Regions from separate parts of the Sus scrofa genome. Here regions 1 and 2 are each linked to region 3. Evidence: chromatin contacts called from public HiChIP or PLAC-seq data. All regions are on one chromosome and are shown on one strand. Each heading gives the region's core, a stretch centred on a gene start, on an enhancer-like site or on the middle of the called end of the contact. The rest is flanking DNA. Distances are from core to core; before and after follow the strand shown. Region 1 holds the start of ANKRD13A (ankyrin repeat domain-containing protein 13A). Region 2 overlaps SPPL3 (signal peptide peptidase-like 3). Region 3 holds the start of POP5 (ribonuclease P/MRP protein subunit POP5).

Region 1 (3,031 bases), core at 60-2,559, 470 kb after region 3:
GGTTATCTATCGTTATCCTCAAAATTGTGATTAAGAAATAATAGTAATATCAAATTCCAATAATAACAGAGGCTACTTTTTTTTTGCTTTTTGCTATTTCTTGGGCCGCTCCCGCAGCATATGGAGGTTCCCACGCTAGGGGTCTAGTTGGAGCTGCGCCACCGGCCTACGCCAGAGCCACAGCAACGTGGGATCCGAGCCGAGTCTGCAACCTACACCACAGCTCACAGCAACGCCGGATCGTGAACCCACTGAGCAAGGGCAGGGACTGAACCTGCAACCTCATGGTTCCTAGTCGGATTCGTTAACCATTGCGCCACGACGGGAACTTCAAGAGGCTACTATTAATGAGGGTTCACTCTGAGGCAAGCATACCACACTCTTCTGTGAATTATTCCATTTGTTCTTAGCCAGACAGTAAATATTTAGCTATACGTTTCATATATGAGTTTTGTTAAATATTCATCCTTTCCCTCTTCTCCTTCCTCTTTACAATCCTTCAAAAATGTAAAAATTAGGAGTTCCCTGTGTCGTGCAGTGGAAAGGAATCCAACCAGTAAACCTGAGGATGCAGGTCTGATCTCTGGCCTCGCTTAGTGGGTCCGGGATCTGGTGTTGCTGTGGGCTAGTGGGTAGGTCACAGGTGCAGCTGGGATCCCGCATTGCTATGGCTGTGGTGTAGGCTGACAGCTGTAGCTCCAATTTACCCCTAACCTGGGAACCTCCATATGGCCTAAAAAACAACAAAACAAGTAAAAATTAAGAGTTGATGGCCGAGCAATTAAGGACTCAGTTGTCACTGCTGTGGCTCGATTATTGCTATGGCTCCAGTTCCATCCCGGCCCTGAAACTTCCACATGCCAAAACACAACAAAAACAAAAAAATAAAACTATGAAAATCATTTTTAGGTGCAAGCCATACAAAAGAAAATTGTAGGCTAGCGGTAGATACACATTATCTTCCTCTAGCAGATTATATTAAAACTGCAGCATAAGGAAACACATAATATACCCTTATTTTACTTATTGTAGATCTAGCACAATTGAATGTTAGCTCCATAAAGACAGGAAATTTTGTCCTCTTGGCTCACTACTCTTTCTTCACTGCTTGGAACACTGTGTGTAATTTGCTGAATAAAGGAAAGAATATATAAATGAACTTGGCCAAAGTTATGCGAAATGACTTGACTACTGATTACCTCAGGCAGGTTGCAGCTGCAGACTTCTGGTTACTAGATTTGGTATTAATCAGTGCTGGGAAGAAGCGAATTTCTTCTGGAGAGGGAGACAAATTACAGAAAATTTGGAAGCAGGACGGAAGATCCTTGCCCTCACTCAATATGGCGACAGGGCAGCGTGCCCTTTCCGGTCACATGATCTGCCTATTGCCAAAGGGTGCCTCCCCGCGCGTGCGTGCTGGGCCGCGGCTGCGAGGCGCTCAGGGAGAGGCGCTGCCGCCAGCGCCGCCGCTGGGACCCGTTAGAGCGGAAGCGCCTCCGCCGCCGCCGCCGCCGCCGCCGCCTTCGCTGTCTCGGGGCCCCAGGTTCCCGGCAGGTGGGAGGCGGGAGCCATGTCGAAGCGGCTCCGGAGCAGCGAAGTGTGCGCTGACTGCAGCGGGCCAGGTGAGTCTCATCAGCCGGGCCCGCTCCCCTCAGCTCTCCTGGCCAGGACCCCTGCCCCGGGGCCGCCCCTCGAGCCGGGCGGGTCCCGGCAGTCGACCTCTGCATCCCATGCCTGGGGTCACGACGAGGAGGAAGGGGGGCGGTCTTGGGGCAGAACCTGCCCCTGGCCTGTCAGAGCCGGGCGGGCAGGGGGCCGCCGCCCTCCCGCCCCTCCTTTCCCTTTCGTTCACTCTGTCCCAGGCCGTCCGGGGAGGCGGTGGGGTCGGAGCCGCTTTCCTAACAGGAAGGGGCTTGGGCAATCCACAGGAAGGCCAATTACAGAAGTAAAATGCGAGCGTCTTCCCGGCTGCGGCCCCCAGAGACTGCAGGTGTCACCACCCCCTTCCCACAGTCACCCAAGACCCCCGTCCCCGGAGGCGCCCTGCTGGTAGTGGGCGACGCTCACCCCTTCCCTCCACTGAGACTCGCCAGAGGACCCCCATGGACGATTTCGCCATTTCTGGCATCCCGACTCCCGCTCCACGGCAGAGAGTCTCCAGGATGTCGGGGTCTTGCAAACGCCACCTGCACTTGGGAGGCAATGCTTGGCTCAGGTTCTGAGATCTGAACCGTCTGAGTTCAAACTAGATGTTCCCTCTGGGTGACCTTGGGCTGGTGACTTCATTTGGCCGAGTCTTCATTTCCTCATTTTTCCGATGGGGATAATGGGGAGTATGGTGCTTAGCGGTAGGGAAGATTCAGTGAATATTCTTAGCATCATCTCATTTAAATTTTTTTCCCCTATTGTGTACAGAACCTTTACAGTCCCTTAAAACTATAGTTGAATTTCTAAATCATGCATTAATTACAGCTTACAAAACCAACACACACCACATCACTGACAAGTAGACCCATTTGGGCATTTAGGCAATATAGGCATATGGCAGCACTGAAAGGCCAAAACTAAACCTCCCATGTGTAGTTTTCGTCTTAGCAGTTGGAACTGAGTTGACAGGTCTCTGTACTGTTCTCAGTGCTTGTATTTTTCTGCTTTGAATTTGAAGTAATTCAAAAGGTAAAATGGCACCACAGCATCCAGTAAACAATCTTAATGAAACCATTGCGCACCAGTGTTTTTGCGACTGTTCCAAACTTTGTCTTGTCAGATGGAAGTGGAGACTGATTTTTAAATAGTACTATGATAATTCAAACCTTATGTGGTTATTTCATGGCCTCTATAATGTAAGTGGGGTTACCGGTTTCCTTTGAAGATAGGGAGACGGGTGGAGGAGTTTAAAAAGAGGTGTTTTAGAAACCAAGTTAATGTGTTATACAAACTCCATCGTATTCTCTAAAAATGTTATTTGTTCCACTTCCTTATTTTCTTGCCTCTTTTCGGTTGAACCTTCTGTGATGTTTGATTCTTATGA
Region 2 (3,194 bases), core at 567-3,066, 320 kb after region 3:
CTTCCAGGGTTTCCATCCAATGTGGGGAAAGCAATGCAAAAAAAAAAAAAAAAAAAAAAAAAAAAAAGAAAAAATCAGAAGTCCCTGTCATGGCTCAGTGGTTAACGAATCTGACTAGGAACCATGAGGTTGCGGGTTCAATCCCTGGCCTTGCTCAGTGGGTTAAGAATCCGGCTTTGCCGAGAGCTGTGGTGTAGGTCGAAGATGCGGCTTGGATCTGGCGTAGCTGTGGCTGTGGCATAGACTGGTGGCTACAGCTCCGACTGGACCCTTAGCCTGGGAACCTCCATATCCTGCAGGTGTGGCCCTAGAAAAGACAAAAAGACAAAAAATCAAATCAAATCAAATCATGGCTTCAGAAGAGATAATGCTCCAGCTCATAAATTAGGAGGTGGGCTCATGGATGATGTTTATTTTGTGATTATGTTTTATAACGTATTTAGGGGTTTTGTCCAAAGGTCACCTCTTCAGTGAAGATTTTTAAGGTTACAGTCTTTACAGTTATACCCCTTATCATTCACTCTGTGCTCCCTTGTACTTCTTTCCTAATTTAAATTTTCCTGGAATACTTACTACCATGTGAGAGATGAAAAGAGTATCAGTTTTTATTTGCATATTGTCTATCGATCTTTCTACAAGGTAAGCTCACAAAGGCAGCAATTAGATCTAAGTTCCTGCTGTACCCTCAGCATCTACAACGGGGACTGGTATCCAGCAGATCCTTCGTAAATGTTTCTGAGAGTTCCCTTGTGGCACAGCAAGTCAAAGATCCAGTGTTGTCACTGCAGTGGCTCGGGTCACCACTAAGGTGCGGGTTTGATCCCTGACCCGGGAACTTCCACATGCCACATGTGAGGCCAAAAAACAAAAAATAAATGTTTTTGGAATGAATATGTTATATGACATGTGTTGAATATTATATAATTAAATGTCTTTTAAAAATGAAAACACACACACACAAATGCCACCGGTGGAGACCTAAAAAGACAAAAGGCAAAAAAAAAAAAAAGAAAAGAAAACAGTTGGTGTTCCAGTCATGGCTCAGAAGAAACAAATCTAACTAGGAACCATGAGGTTGTGGGTTTGATCCCTGGCCTTGCTCAGTGGGTTAAGGATCTGGCATTGCCATGAGCTGTAGCTCCGACTGGACCCCTAGCCTGGGAACCTCCATATGCCTCAGGTGTGTCCCTAAAAATCAAAAAAAGTAAAAGAAAAGAAAACAGTTATTTGGGGTTGCTGTGCCCCAAACATGGGTTGAACACTGTGTATTGTAAGATCTCACTGAATCCCAACAAATCCTCATGATGCAGATGGTAAAACTGAGGTTCAGAGATGCCGGTCCCTTGTCGAAGTTCATAGCTAGGATGTGGTAGAAGCAGGATTTGAATTTAGCAAACACAAGCACCTGGAGTAATCCTGGACAAGCCTGGGCTCAAGAAGCAGTGAGATCCTGGGGGAGGGGAAATGCTCTCCTAAGAAGGGCTGTGTTTAAGAGCTGGAGTTGGCTGGGTGGGGCCTGGTTTTTGCCCTGGGGACTCAGAAGCCAGGAGGAAAAGGCAATGGCACGCAGACTGCTGAAATTTCAGGGCAGCCCAGGGCCTGCTGAGAAATGCTGAGAAGGCAGCTCAGAGCCTTGCAGCCTTACCTCTCCCAGTCCATCCAGAGACCCAGAGGCCCAGAGAGGGCAAGCCATTTGCAGAGGGACACACAGCCAATAAGCCATTGAGGAGCCCTCAAAATCTAAGACTTTCTGAGTCCCAGAGCAGCTCAGGCTGGGGTATCAGTGACGCTGCCAGGGCTGTCACCGTTGCTGCTGTTCTGCTTTTCTCCCATCAGTAGTTTGAGGGACACAGGCACTCGTGCTGGGCTGTCCCCTGCTCCTCTCTGTCCCCTTGAGTGACCCATCTTCAAAACACACCCCCAATTCAGCCATTTTCCTCCGTTGGGGTCTCCGTTGCCTTTCGGCACAATGTCCGCATGCCTTCAGTTTCTAGAACATGCCTTGCTCCTGTCTGCCTCTGGGCCTTCCACTCCACACCCCTCTCAGCTCATCCAGCACTTCCCCAGGAAAGTCCCTTTCTCTGACTCCCTAAACCAGATGGAGTTCCACTTCCCTAGGCTTGCGTAACTCCCCCTGCTTTCATCCACAGAGATGACAGCATTTTGTAATTTCATATCAGCCTCTCCCACCAAACTGTAACCTCGGGAGGGTGAGGAGAGCATCTATTTTCTTTACCACTGCCTGTGCCTGCTGCTTTATTTTTCTTGTTTATAAAATGAGGATGGTGGAGTTCCTGTCATGGCTCAGTGGTTAACAAATCTGACTAGGAACCATGAGGTTTCAGGTTCAATCCCTGGCCTTGCTCAGTGGGTTAAGGATCCGGCATTGCGGTGAGCTGTGGTGTAGGTTGCAGACGTGGTTTGAATCTGGTGTTGCTATGGCTGTGGTGTAGGCTGGTGGCTACAGCTCTGATTCGACCCCTAGCCTGGGAATCTCCATATGCTGCGGGTGTGGCCCTAGAAAAAGGAAAAAAAAAAAAAAAAAAATGGGAATGGGAATGGGAACCACTATGAACTGAAGGTTTGTGGCTCCCCTCACCCCCATTCACTTGTTGAAGCCCTTACTGAAACCAAGCAGGACCCCATTTCTTGTGTTGAGGGAATAAGCCTCAGCCTCCAAGACCTTCCCAGAGTTCCAAAGAGCAGATTCAAACAGTTGCTGTTCAGGGAAGGGAGGGGATGCAGAGACAAGGGAGGAGCAGTCAAGCAACAGCAGTGCAGCCTTGGGGTAGGGACCTGGTTCCCCCTCAAGGAATACCCATAACAATATCTTTGAGCTCTTGGGTCTGCAGAACTCAAACCCCCCAACAATGTTAACGACTTGATGAAGGCTTCTTCCTTACAGAATGAAAGAGGACCACCAGAACCAGTCCTGGAGCCACTGAACACCAGCTTTGAAGAAGAATAAAAGCTTGCATCTACCCTGATCCTTATCTGTGGCCCTATTTTCTACTCCCGAACTATAAAACCACTTCCTAATCTCTCTCCCAAGGGAGGGAACAGTCTTTAAGGCATTAGCTTGCTATGGCTTCTGTTTATTTATTTATTGTAAATAAATTGACTACAGAAAATCTCTGGGTTTTAGGTAGTGGCTGTTTTTTTGTTTGTTTGTTTATTTCTTTGTTTTTGCTTTT
Region 3 (2,740 bases), core at 132-2,631:
AAACTGATTTCTGAAGGAAAATAATGGGAGATAAATAACATCTAGGGCCTTTACATACCACTCAGAATTGGTGAATGAATTTAGAATTTAATTTTTTGCTTTTTAGGGCCACACCCATGGCATATGGAAGTTCCAAGGCTAGAGGTTGAATCAGCTAAAGCTGCAGGCCTATGTCACAGCTACAGCAACTCGGGATCGAAGCTGCCTCTGCCACCTACACAGCTCAGGGCAACCTTGAGTCCTTAACCCACTGAGAGAGGCCAGAGGTCTAATATGCATCCTCCTGTATCCTAGTCAGGTTCCTTAACTGCTGAGCCACAAAGGGAACTCCTAAAATGCACTTTTAATTCACAAACTAGTTAACCCAAGGAGGGGGGTGGCAGAAATCCATACTCTTCAGAAGGATGTTTTCCCTTAGCTGAAAAACAAGTTCTGCAACTGGGCTATGTAGGTTCTTCCAGCAACCGAGTCTCACCTTGGTAGAAGGGTTGCCTCTAGGTACATTACCTTCTCCAGATTTCAATTTCAAGCATATGGTAAAAAACGGAATGAATTTACATAGTGTGGTTGTGGAGGAGGGTCCTCTCTTGCATTTACACATACACACAACTGTGTATTCTGTACTTCACAGGCCCCTATGCAGGGCTTTTCAGGGGTAATTCTGACAATGCTTTTTTCATATGATGTCAAAGTAACCCGTCAAATAACTTACTCGGAACTATACAAGTCTTTCCTCATTTAGTTTTCATCATCCTATTAAACTCAATCAAAAACCACACGTCAAATAGTATAGGGGTTTCTGCCGACTGGTATTTTCTGCCCACTGCCTACTGGTATTAGCTCTCCGCTTAAGTTTGGACTCAAGCAGACCTCAGGCTCGGGTTCTGAAACTCCTAAAAAGGACGACACCCTACATAAAATGGTGCACAGGGCTTGGCAGCTTCCAAGGTCGCCCGTGCCCCTTCTTTCTCCCTCCAATGGCCACTGCTCCCTCCAGATCCCGCCATCCTCCTGGTTCCCCAACACCCTCGCACCCGCGAAGCCGATGGAGGAGGCGGCCGCGCCGAAAGTTCCGTGCACGCGCGCGATCGTGTCCCGTACTAGGCCGCCCAGCACTCGGTCCTCCAGATTCAGACGGCAGCGGGGGTCCTCAGACACCACTTCGCAAAGCAGGTACCTGGGGCAGGCGAGAGGGCGGTGAGTGCTGGGCCGGGGCCAGGACCGCAGGGACAGGAATAAGGGTTGCTTACCTGTGCTTGAAGCGCACCATGTTCGTATCCGCCTCGGGCGTCCAGACACTCAAACCGGATGTCTGCCTTCTCGTCGGCGGCCAATGGGAAGTTGGCCTGGCAGCCACTCAGAGAGGGAGGCGGAACTAGAATGTAGGCGGAGCCCCGTGTCAGTCTCCTTTGAGCTCCGCCTCCCTCTGCCGAGCGCAGGCGTCCTGCTCATTTCTTCGCTTAGACTTTCAACTGAACCCGTTGTGATGAGTGGTTGTGCTCCACGCCAGAGTTTGCTGTTTAGGATGCAGCTGAGGCATTTGGAACCTCCAGGACGTTCCATTACCTTGCAACATAGTACCCAAGCTGGACGGTGGAACATTTGAGCACAAGACCTTGCACCCCCCAGGCCAGGGATTGATAGGGGAAATCGGACTCTTATTCTCAGTTTGGAGCTCGGTTTAATTTCTCCATACAGCCAAATATGTTATTACTGTTTAGGCCTTTCAATAACCTTATGGAGTTGGGTGTATTGGCTTGTTTTTTTTTGTTTGTTTTTTTGTTTTTTTGCAAAAACAATCCGTGGTCGTTATATTTTCTGGTTATTTTGGTTTGTTTTTTGTTTTTGTTTTTAAACAGAAAAGCACAAAGAAGCAAATAAAAATAAGTTATAATCCCAGCACCTAGAGAGAATAATTTATCATGTAGTGGATTTTCTTCCAACATTTTACCCCTGTTCCAGTGGTTTTCCAGGTGAAGTCCAGGAACCACTGGATTTTCCCAGATTCTTTTAGGGAGTCCCCCGAGGTCAAATTACTTTTGTAGTAACACTAAGGTGTTACTTGCTGTTTTCACTTTCTGAGTGGACAGTAAAGTTTTCCAGAGGCCAGTGACATGTGCTGACATTGCTCTGATGGCTAAGAGAATTGTGCATGGTGTTTTAAACATTTCTGTTTTAATAAACATAGTGAGTATCAATATATTTCACATAACAAAAGCTCTTTGGGATCCTCAATAATTTAGTAAGAATGGAAAGGGGCCCTGAGACAAAAAAGGTACGAGATGTACCTTCCACTGTATGATAATTTATATTTTCCATTTTCTTTTTAAGAATAGGATCATACTGTTTACTACTCTTCTTTCCCCTCACATTGAATATCTTTTTAAAAACTGAGGCATAACATACATAAAATGCATATTAAGTGCATAACTCAATGAATTTTTATATATGTATAAACTTTTGCAACCACTGCCCAGATTAAGAGATAGAACATTTCCAACACTCAGGAAGGTTCCTGTGCTCTCTTCCGAGCCAAAAACCTTCCCAGAAGTAGCCTATATTCTGACTTCTGTCATGACAGATTAGCTTTTTCTCTTCTGGAACTTTATATAAATGTAAATCTCCAGCAGCATATTTGTGTGTGTGTGCGTGCATGTCTGGCTCCTTTCTTTCAACATAATGTCTGTAAGATTCATTCTTGTCATTTGACTATATTTTCATGCCAGCTGTTCTACAAAGT

The links. HiChIP or PLAC-seq counts read pairs in DNA pulled down with a chosen protein or histone mark.
Region 1: a contact with region 3 is called in an H3K27ac HiChIP or PLAC-seq map of alveolar macrophages. The contact joins the promoter of ANKRD13A here to the promoter of POP5 in region 3. A contact is called at or near these places in 1 of 5 promoter capture datasets (liver) and 1 of 2 datasets of contacts at active chromatin or transcription factors (alveolar macrophages).
Region 2: an H3K27ac HiChIP or PLAC-seq map of alveolar macrophages shows a contact between it and region 3. The contact joins the enhancer-like site here to the promoter of POP5 in region 3. A contact is called at or near these places in 4 of 47 Hi-C or Micro-C datasets (epiblast stem cells, liver, omental adipose tissue and 1 more) and 2 of 2 datasets of contacts at active chromatin or transcription factors (alveolar macrophages and skeletal muscle).

Annotation. Positions count from the first base shown.
Region 1 is chr14:40,994,573-40,997,603 of Sscrofa11.1, forward strand. It overlaps ANKRD13A (ankyrin repeat domain-containing protein 13A), which reads right to left and starts at 1,310. Exons shown (of 15, transcript XM_021074290.1): 1 at 1,200-1,310. GIT2 (ARF GTPase-activating protein GIT2) reads left to right here and starts at 1,414. Exons shown (of 18, transcript XM_003483442.4): 1 at 1,414-1,622. The coding sequence starts at 1,571.
Region 2 is chr14:40,842,230-40,845,423 of Sscrofa11.1, forward strand. The region is part of intron 3 of SPPL3 (signal peptide peptidase-like 3); the gene reads right to left. Among named protein-coding and RNA genes, the nearest start is that of HNF1A, 25 kb to the right of the region's middle. Within about 2 kb of position 1,817, at least 6 of the 83 cell types and tissues checked have an H3K27ac peak or open chromatin away from gene starts, as enhancers often do. A contact at or near this core is called in alveolar macrophages, where this site is marked.
Region 3 is chr14:40,524,553-40,527,292 of Sscrofa11.1, forward strand. POP5 (ribonuclease P/MRP protein subunit POP5) reads right to left here and starts at 1,382. Exons shown (of 5, transcript XM_001925378.5): 1 at 1,251-1,382; 2 at 1,035-1,177. The coding sequence starts at 1,270.